Regions from separate parts of the Dromaius novaehollandiae genome. Here region 1 is linked to region 2. A link is a contact called in public Hi-C data. All regions are on one chromosome and are shown on one strand. The core of a region is the stretch at or near the end of the contact, and the rest is flanking DNA. Distances in the headings are between cores, read along the strand shown. Region 1 has its middle 25 kb from the start of TMPRSS2. Region 2 holds the start of FAM3B (FAM3 metabolism regulating signaling molecule B).

The links. A called contact is a pair of places that touch in the nucleus more often than the background predicts.
Region 1: a contact with region 2 is called in a Hi-C map of liver, with 8 times the contacts expected there. The contact joins the enhancer-like site here to the promoter of FAM3B in region 2. A contact is called at or near these places in 2 of 4 Hi-C or Micro-C datasets (brain and liver).

Annotation. Positions count from the first base shown.
Region 1 is chr1:121,290,790-121,295,720 of bDroNov1.hap1, forward strand. No RefSeq gene overlaps it. Among named protein-coding and RNA genes, the nearest start is that of TMPRSS2, 25 kb to the left of the region's middle. Within about 2 kb of position 3,677, at least 2 of the 2 cell types and tissues checked have open chromatin away from gene starts, as enhancers often do.
Region 2 is chr1:121,188,344-121,193,242 of bDroNov1.hap1, forward strand. It overlaps FAM3B (FAM3 metabolism regulating signaling molecule B), which reads left to right and starts at 1,683. Exons shown (of 8, transcript XM_026121587.2): 1 at 1,683-1,884. The coding sequence starts at 1,866.

The sequences.
Region 1 (4,931 bases), core at 2,427-4,926, 100 kb after region 2:
CAGCCTACTAATGGAGAGGAAGAGGAGTGCTAGCAATAACTACTGGTGCAAGGAACACCATGGAATCAGCCACATTGATATTCCGTGCTACCAATACATGACAAAAAGCCATGCTCTGCTCTTCCCATGTGTCTGACCGTAGCAAAGAGACAGACCACCTAATCTGCAACTCTGCTCCTCTCTCTGACATTCAGTTCTGTGAACCTGGGCACGTCATTTAACTATTTTGTAAAATAAAGTCAATTAGATTTTCCTGCCAACTGCTAATTATATTGTAGGGGTTTGTGAAGCACGCTGTGGGAGCATCTAGAAGTAGAATGGCAAAAAATTTCCAGTGTAGTCCCTAATTCTCAACATCCATCTCCATACAGAATTTCCTAAATCAGCTGATTCTATGAAAAATTGTGACTGATCAAGATGTTTGACAGTGATTTTCATCAATTACTGAAAAGAGCATCAGGCCCTCTGTACTTATGTATGTGTCACCACTAAAGCTCTAGAGAAACATGCTGGTTCAGAACTCCTCTCCAGTTTGTGGTAAAGCCTGCACGTATATCCTCAGCCTACACACTCCAGATCATCCACATGATCCTTCTTCAGCCATGGCCCCTCCTAATCCATCTTGCAGTCATGAAATGCAAAATGCATTTGAACATTCTCCTTATTTTGTGTTCCAGTTACCCATTATTATTCACTTTGGAGAGTTCTTAGTAATTTTCAGTTCCTTATCTGTAGAATTGGAAGCCACTTGAGAACTAGACCAGCAGAAGAAAAGATCCTGAGTGTGAATTAACCTGGGGGAGAGGAATACTTCCCATGCAATTAGCCACAACATTTATATTACTGTTAATGGAAATTCCACAGCTGCTTCTCAGTGTACTGCACTGAAAATGAACTCTAAGTCATAAATGAGCTTGTTCAAAAAGAAATGTCCCTGGATATGTACATAAATTCCCTTCTACCTTGGCAAACACAGCTATTTGACTGCTTTCAGTCAGATTTAAGGAGGTGACTTTCCATTGACCTGTTCCCCCCAAGTAAGATCATGAAATGTTTGTTAGATTTAACATACGCTAGACATTGGCCACTACATCAACACCGAGGCAGGAACTGTCACCTTTGTCACTTGCTTATTCAAAGAAAGAAATCACCATTCTATGGTAGACTGAAGGATTTGCAGCAACTAATTTGGGAGAAGTAAGGGGAAGGGGCTAGAGAACAAGACAAAGGAGTGAGGTATGCAAAAAGTGACTCTGATTTGCACAAGGGATCAGATAATCAAACCCCACATCTTCTCAGGATTAAAAATAGTGCAGAAATCTTAGGCTGCAGCCACATCTTGCCTTTGTTGGAGGAGTTCTGCTTGAGAAACTCCTTTCCTGTCTTTGGCTGCTCATTCCTTGGCCACAGCATGTGCTGCCTCCTCTGTTCAGATGTCAGCATGGCGCTGCCGTAAACCACAACGCTGAAATGACTTGGGATAAATCTCCCAGGTTTTGTTTTGTTTTGTTTTGTTTTTCAAGCATATTTCTTTTCAGCCTGGATCATTTCAGAATGCAAACACAGACCACAAACTGTTGCACTGAGAGGAAGAACAGCAGTGAAGTGTGGCGGCTGGAGCCAACATGTTTTGCAACACTGCCCTCATCTGACTAAAAGCTAATTATCTGATGACTTAAACTCTGGAATACCTTTCACGTCAGAATTAGATAACTCATGTATTTCAATTCTGCAGGTATTGCGGAGCAAGTAGGAGAGGCTGAGAACTGGAGGCTGAGGGACATGAAACAACAGAGATTGTACAGGGAAGCAGAGGGGCAAGCAACATGTTTTGTCTGAGGGCCAGGAGAAACATTTACGGGGAGCTGAAGCTGTGCGTAAGATGGTCCTGTGGAGGAGCAGCAGATGAATTGAAAAGGGGTACGCTAAAGGAGACAGAAAGCAGAAAGAGATGTGTACGCATAACTGGATGGCTGTGAAGCAATGTAAAGAAGAAGTAAAAATAGAAAGAGAGATGGACATGGCTCCATCTCAGGTAGGTCTAGAACAGAAAGCACAATGCTGCTGCCCACAGACAGGCTGCAGCTTCTCAAACTGAGGGGGCTATTCGACCTGTCAGTACTGAAAGGTTACAGATCAAGTACTTTACCAGGCATAGCTGACTCCATTATTTGGCTAGACAAAAAACAAAACTGTTGTATGCAGCTTTTTATTGACCATTATGATGCTTGTTTATTTACAGTCTATTATTTTGAGATCACCATTCCTTGTTATCTCTCTAATTTGAACAGTGTTTAGTTCATCTTTAAGAAATGATAGGTCTCTTACTTTAGAAGATATATTTGGAAGCAGCAAGGCAGGGTGTGGTGCCACATCACACCAGTCACTTGCCACAGAAAAGTTCCAGCTGCTGATTTCTCTATTTGCACAAGCTAAGTCACATTAATATTGCATCAGGAGTGATCCAGCACAAGGAGCAGTGAGGGGAAGCAGGTTGTATCTCCACACGCTAGTTTCAACAATCCCAAAAGTTGTCTTGATTTGTTCCCCTGCTAAAAAAGGGCCCATCCAGGCCAATGCACAAGAACAAAATTGCCATGCAGCAACAATCCCCTAATTCAAGTCAATGACTTGCCCTGAAATATAGCTGAAACCACTCTCTTCTGCAGAGCCACACCTCTATAGCTCAGTGATGTGGGAAAGTTACCTGCAGCTGTGATTTTCTGAGGGCTTCCCAGCTGCTTTGCATCTCATTTTCATTGCTTGCAGAAGCAGCACAAGGTGGGAGTGAGTATTAAGTTCTCCTTTTGCTGCCTTTGTGCACATACCTGTTTTATAGAAGACAGTATGTCTCTCTGGCTAAGGGATTTGATTGCTGTAGCTTCCTGATAACAGCTCTTTCAGCAGAGGTCCTGTCTCTGAGGGCTATGAGGTAACAGGTGAGAGTGAAAACAGGGTGTGTTTTTTCTCTTTCTTATTTGGTCTTGCCTTTAGTCTTTACATCACAAGCCTGCTCATGGACACTCTGTTTTGAAAGCAAAAGGGAGAAATATAACATCTTGGGGTTGCGTTTTGCATTAGTAAAAGGCAATTCCTTGGTTTTGCTGCTCCTGCGTGAAGCAAATTTAACACCACCTGTGAGAAGTGGATGTGAAATTTGATGAAAGAATGGTTACTGCACTAGCGTAAGGCAAAGTGGAGTAATAAACAGAAATGCTTTGTATGGATGTACTGGAGCTTCAAACGCCAACCATCCTAGTACTGCTTGATTTGTCCAGGCAAGGCCCCTGGCTGGAAAGTGTGATGGTGTTGCTGTAGGGATGCGTCCGAGTATGGTGGTCTGTGCCCCTCGTCTGCCGTATTTAAACAGAAATCCCCATTTCCTGAAGAAGAATTTCGTTTTGAACTGCATAGGACAGAATGGTGGGACCTTCAGTGTAACGACTTGCTGATGCTGTCCGCTTGGGTCTGTGTGGGTGTTTGTTTGTTTTGTGTTTTTAAGGGGGGGTGAGGTAGGTCCCGTCGTACCGGGCTGTATTTGGGCCTCCGCGGCGCCAGGACGGCCGGCAGGGGTCGCCGCCGCCCCAGCGACGGGGCTGCGGCGGGAAGCGGGGCGCGGCCCGGCCCGGCCCCTCGCGGAGGAGAGGGGAACTGCGTCAGCCCAACAGCCTCGGGGTTTGAAAACGGGGGGCGGGAGGAGAGGGACGTTACAGGCCTTGGCGGTGCCCCAGGGAGAGGAGCAGGAAGAGGAGGAGGTTAGCGGGTGGGCGGGTCGGGTCGCGCGCTCCTCTGTAGCTAGAGGAGGCTAAATAAACATCGTGTATGTGTTTCTGGCTAGATGATAAGTGTCTTTTTTCACCTTGAAATGGGCTTGACTCCAGTGACTGCATCATAAGGCATCCAGCTATATGAATATGATGGCAAGGTAATTTGGCCAGTAAATCGGGGGCCCTTTCTTCTCCCCCAGGAACCACTTCCCAAAGCTTTGTCAAATAACAGATGAGCTTTGCTCATCTTGTTTGAGGGTTATTTTTGTGAGGAATGTGCCGTGAGATAAATATAAATACTACTGTAAAGTGTGTTGGGAGAGGGGAAGAAAACAAGAGTGTGTGATTTACATTTCTTAGCGCTTTTCTCAAAGTGATCTAACTGCCCTGAAGTGTTGCACAAAGGCTGCTGCCCTCAGAGGGATGGATGATGGTGTTGGACCAATCATGCTTTCTGCTACAGCAAATTAGGTCTACACAGTTGGAGCACAGCAGCCAATGGAAAAAGGATCTGGTTTTAGCAGAAATCAGAGGGCCCAGGAGGAGTCTGGCTGTCTAATTAAGAGAGAAGTGTTGTCACCTGTCATTATTCCATGTGGAGGAATATGGAGGAATCTCCTTTGGGATATATGCTTTTGTTTAATTAAAAAAAATGCTTAGAGCTGCAGATTTCACCTAAATCTTGAGCTGCGTGCATGAGTTTTTGGTTCAGAGCGATAAGAAAAGTCCCTTTGCTGTTGCGTAGAGTTCAGGGGTGTTCAAGGGCTTTCTGGAGCTCATCCAGTGTCCATCATGTGTTGCCTAACAACAACTGAGGACTGTCTTGTGTAAGTGAGACTTAAAAAAAAAAAAAAAAAAAAAAAAAAAAAAAAAAAAAAAAAAAAGGGGGGGGGGGGGGGGGTTTCCAGGGGCTTTAGTGCTGTCAAATTGGGGTCATCCCATTTGGGCTGCTGGAGCAAATGGTGGTCTGGACTTCAGCTGCATAGTGTTTGCTGTCTTTTTCTTTAACTTTTTTGTTTAAAATGGTATGTATTGGGAAACATAAAATCAGTTGCAAGAAGGATTATTGGAATGTGGATGTTGCATGCTTTCCACAAATATTTGTCATTAAATGTCTGGCGTTAATATGTGACTGCTTAACAAGGAAATGGAATATTGAAACTA
Region 2 (4,899 bases), core at 433-2,932:
TTAAATGATCCTGAGTCCTAGTTAATTTTCCTTGCTTTAATAAAACGAGCAGAATTTTTCATTTGGCTACCACCAACTGTAGTGTTTGGGTTTTAAGCCACATTATTTTTACTTTAAAGCTAACAATACACTCTTGAATAGTTTGAAACAGGTATTAACAGGGATGTCATCATTTTCTGATATACTGTCTCATAGGATAACAATTCTTGTGAAAATAATTGTATATTCTTAACTTTCTCTTGCCTACTCTTAATTCCTTTTCCTTTTTGCCCTATGCTTTTTATTTCTTAAATCTATTGTCCCACACTACCACTTTAATTATTGGCATGCCTAGGGTTTATTGGATGTTGCTTTTCATTTGCAAGCTCCAGTACGTTTGACAATAAACAGCAACAATTACTTGCCATTTATAGGATACTGTGAAATCCCAGCTCCCAGACAAAGACAAGAAATGCCTCTTCTCCAGTGACTGGAAGCATCCATAGCTTTCATCGGTGTCCAGGGAAGGCCCAGTCCAGCTGAGTGGGAGGGAGTATGTATACTCTACAGGATTTTATTCTTCTGTTTGCTGAATTACATATCATTTCTGTGCTTCACCTGTGGCAGAGGCAATAAAGGTTATGAGAAACTAAAACAGATGATTTTAAGTGAAAATAATAATTTACAGTGTTGTTCAAACATTTTAAAAAATAAATTACGAGCTTCCTTGCTTGGGTTTTGCCCAACTTGGAGCTCTTTAGCTCAGTTTCCTGAGCAAACCCGAGTTGCTACTGCAGTCCCCAGAAGGCTGTCTTTCAACATGAGAGTTGAGCTGCCAGCTTCTCCGTGCAGGTGCAGGGCTGACAGACGCTTAGGCAGCTTTGCACCAGCACAGGCCAGCAAAGGCCATTTACCTGCCTACAGGGAGCAGCCCAGCCTCATGGTAGGCCTTGCACAGGCCCAGTGCCACCACGGGGCAGGAGGGCGCCTTGGGCCTCCGCAGGCCTCAGCAAGTACGAATTACCATCAGCTAAAATAATGAGACCCAAATCACTGCCAGGAAAACAAAACAAAACAGTATTTATTTGCTTCCTACTTTCTGGTTTGGGTTCAACAAAGACTTCAAAATAACTGGCTTATTTTGAACCTAGGGGGAAAACAACTATTCAAACAGGTTGTTGGATGGAGCGCGAGTCTTGCTTTTAGTCCTATGAGTGCGCTGCTTTTTCTTCAGGCGGTTGACTTTCAGCACGACTTCCACGAGGCTCGTTTAAGGGCCTTTCATAAGGCAGCTCTTAGCATTTTTACTTTATTTGCTCTACGGGCGGGTCTGCACAGCGGATAACCCTCCGCTTGCTCATCTCACCGTCTCTTTCTGCCATGCACAGCCGCCACATCCACCATCACTGCCAGGCCCTCTCTGATGTCTTCACCAACGGGGTATAAGGAGACGCATCGGCCTCAGCCAAGTCTTTCCCGCGGCCGTTAAACGACGAAGGAGATCAGGCAGCACTGCCTGTCTTTTTAACGGCGTCATGAGGTGTGCCTGCGGCTGAGCGCCGCCCGCCCTGGCACCTCACGCCCCCTCCCGTAATAGCGGCCGCAGGGCGGCGAGGCCCACGGCGGCGAGGCCGACGACGCGAGGTGGCGCATCGCCCGCGGCTCCCGCCGCGCTCAGCAGCGGCGCTGCCGCCGGCGGGGCGGGCCGAGCAGGTGGCCGCCGCCTCTCCTCCTCCCTGCCTCTGCCGGCGCCGCTGTCCAGGTTGCTCCCGGACGAGGCGGGGGGGCTTTGCCCGGCCCCGGAGAGGAGGAGGAGCGCGGGACGGCTGCGGGGAGGGGGGCGGAGAGCCCGTCCCGTCCCGTCCCCTCCCCCCCCACCGTGAAAAATGTGGCTGAGCCGGCACAGTGAGTAGCAGCCTCGGGGCGGCGGGGGCTTTCCCCCGCCGAGCGAGGAGGGGGCGCGGGGCCAGGGCCGGGAGGGTTGTCCTGGGCCGTCTGCCGCCTCCCCCCGCCCCGAGCCCCCGGCGAAGGACGGCCAGGGGCCGAGGGGGGCGCCTGAGGCCTGGCCCCGTCGCTTAGCCTGAGCGGAGGAGGATCGGGTAGTTTTTAAAGGCTTGGTACCAGCTTGGACACTTGAGTGGGCTGGAGGCTTTTTTTTTTTTCTTTTTTCCCCTCTTTGCTTCGTTTTTTTGCTTCTAAAAGTTACAGTCATTTCCAAGGTTGATGATAACTTGTAGTTCCCCATAGTCCCTGTCTTCTTCCTTGCCCTGGAGCTCAGTTTCCCCCAGATTTTGGTCAGCCTAATTACGAGCTCCGGACCAGCTCCTAAAAACCGATCAATGCTAGGATTTTTAGGCTGGATGAATTTAAACTTGGGTCTTCAGTGGACTTTTTTTTTTTTAACTCCCTCCGTGGAAGTCCAGTTGTGTGCAGGTGGAGTGTGTATTAGCAGGGTGCGGCAGGCAGAGCATTTTTAAGTCACTTAAGCACCAAAGAATCTTGCGCTTAAATTTGATGCTTAAGTTGCTGCTGAGGTGCAAGTCAGCACCGGAGGGAGAAAGGAAATCTGGGAGTAGCTGAAAGATGGGACCCACCATCAGCTTTTCCCTCAGCTTTGCTTTCTGGCGCGTCCTTCCACAACACCCTCCAGGCTGCCCGTACATTTCCATCCTCCCTGTTCCTGTCAGCCCATCTCCCTGATGCTGTGACTACTGCCAAGTATCTCTGAGCTGATAGCACTTCTCACCCTATTTAAAGGCAAAATGAAGCGAGGAAGGTTCCTGTCACCTGTGCCTCTCTGCGGCATACAGTTCCCATATCGGTCATTTTTTCTGAGTGTAATAGTGGGTTGATGAGTGACAGCTCCTAAAACCAGCGAAAGAATGTTCTTGCTCTTGTGAATGTAGACCTAACTTGGGAGTTTATAATTTCTGAGTACTACACGTAGAAATCTTAAGCTCTCTTAACTGTTCTAAGGTTGTCTGAGCTTATGGTTTATCTGCTATTGTCTAGGTTTTTTGCATGTTTATGCAGGTGCCCAGAAAAGGGCATACATGTGCATGATGTGTAACTTCAGGAAATCTCAAAGGCTGAGCTGGACCCAGTAGATAGCTTCAGCACTGTCCCCTCATGGCTTGCGAATCTGTGAAGGCAAAACCAGAAGTTTCTCGACAATGAAAATGTTGTGCAACAGTCTTGTGAGCTAACTGCAAATTGTGCAGAAGAGTTAGCAAATGTATTCCTTAAACGTTAAAAGGCATGTTTTGGAAACATCCGAGAAGCTTGTAATATAAGTAAAACACAGGAATGTAATAACTGAAGTTAGACATTTCATACTTTATCTTCTACTTAGGCAAAAGGCTGCGCTCTCCAACCTAGTTCACACCAGAGTTTGTTCATAGTTCTGATAAAAACAATTCAAAATGGTTTTAAAGATAAAGCTGCCAAGCCAACAACAGCATAAGCAATGCAAAACCTGATTAACAGGCTCATAGACCTTTACCAACCCCCTCCCCCTCCCAAATAAATAAAAGTGCTAGAATCTTTAAATAAACTTCTTTTAGTTTTCACTTGATTCTTCCTCTGTTTTTTGTCTTTAAAAACTGTGACATGCTCTCATTCACAAATTAAATGTTTCATGTGTAAATCTGAATCTTTATATTCAAAAAGAGAAGGAAGGGAGTAAATTTCATTCTACTTGGTGCATGCAGCTTCTTTCTTTCTTTGTGGTATGGGAACTTTGTGTTTGTCAATGTTCACAATCACTATGTAACACAAATGTTGATGGGGTATTTTTCAATATTATTTTAGTGTAGTTTTGTATTATTACTAGTGGTAGGGTGAGAGAGATAATAATTAGGAAATTTTTTATTATCTCTGAAGATACATTATATTACCCTCCCAGTCTTAATCCTCTGATGAAAATATAGTATGTTTCTCACAGCATCTTCCTTTCAGTCATATAAGTCCATGCATTCATGACTGCTCAGTACAATGATACAGAACCTTCTGGGAGCTCTGATCATCATCTTAAAAGGGGGTTGTTTTTGTGGGGGGGATCCAGCAAATGGGAAACTGGGATTATTTACAAAAGAACCTTGAATGTTCGTAATGATCTGTGCTCATCCTCACTAAGGTTCAAGGACTGGAGTAAAAGCTATTATGAGGAAGGTGTAGGCTAGACAATAGAAAATATTTTGTAACAAGTTGGCAAAGTGAACATAATGTTTTTGGACATTGGTTATGTAAAACTTGATTTTCAGGACTATAAAACTAAAATCCTCCTTTTTTGCTTGAGTGGGCCATTATGTTCAAGGACATGTTTCATTACCGAGCAGAGTTTTCCTGCGTACTTTAGACTGCTGCCCATTTCCAAATGGCAGCATTTAAGTACTGATCAAAATAGTCCTTTAGTAAATGAACTGTACAGACCTATGCGTCCAGGAAGTATCTGATCACCTCAAACTGTCAGCATTTCAGACCTGCAGTGTGATATTTCATTGTTTAGCTTCATAAATAAGAGAATATATTTCTTCTAGATCAGGAACGTACAACAGCATTTCTGATGATGAGGAAGAGGAGGTGTCTAATATGGATTTATTTTTATTTTTGTTATTTACAGACAGGAAAATTGTGAATCCTGTTTATTTTTTGCAGCCTTTCGATGCACTGTTAATACAATACATGGAAACTGATATAATTGAGAGAAGGTGAAGCAATCACTCTAGTCATATTTGAATGCAGTCAGAGCTCAATGTGTGGGTAGGATTATTTGGGCCTTCTTCAGTCATTTTTTCTCAGGGTGTCAAAAGGGTGAATGTGCTATGTTCAGCGTGGGGATTTTAAGCAATTCCTGTGGTGTTTGCCTATTGCACAAAATCAACAGTAACTGCATACTACTTGAATAGTCATGTGTAGTAT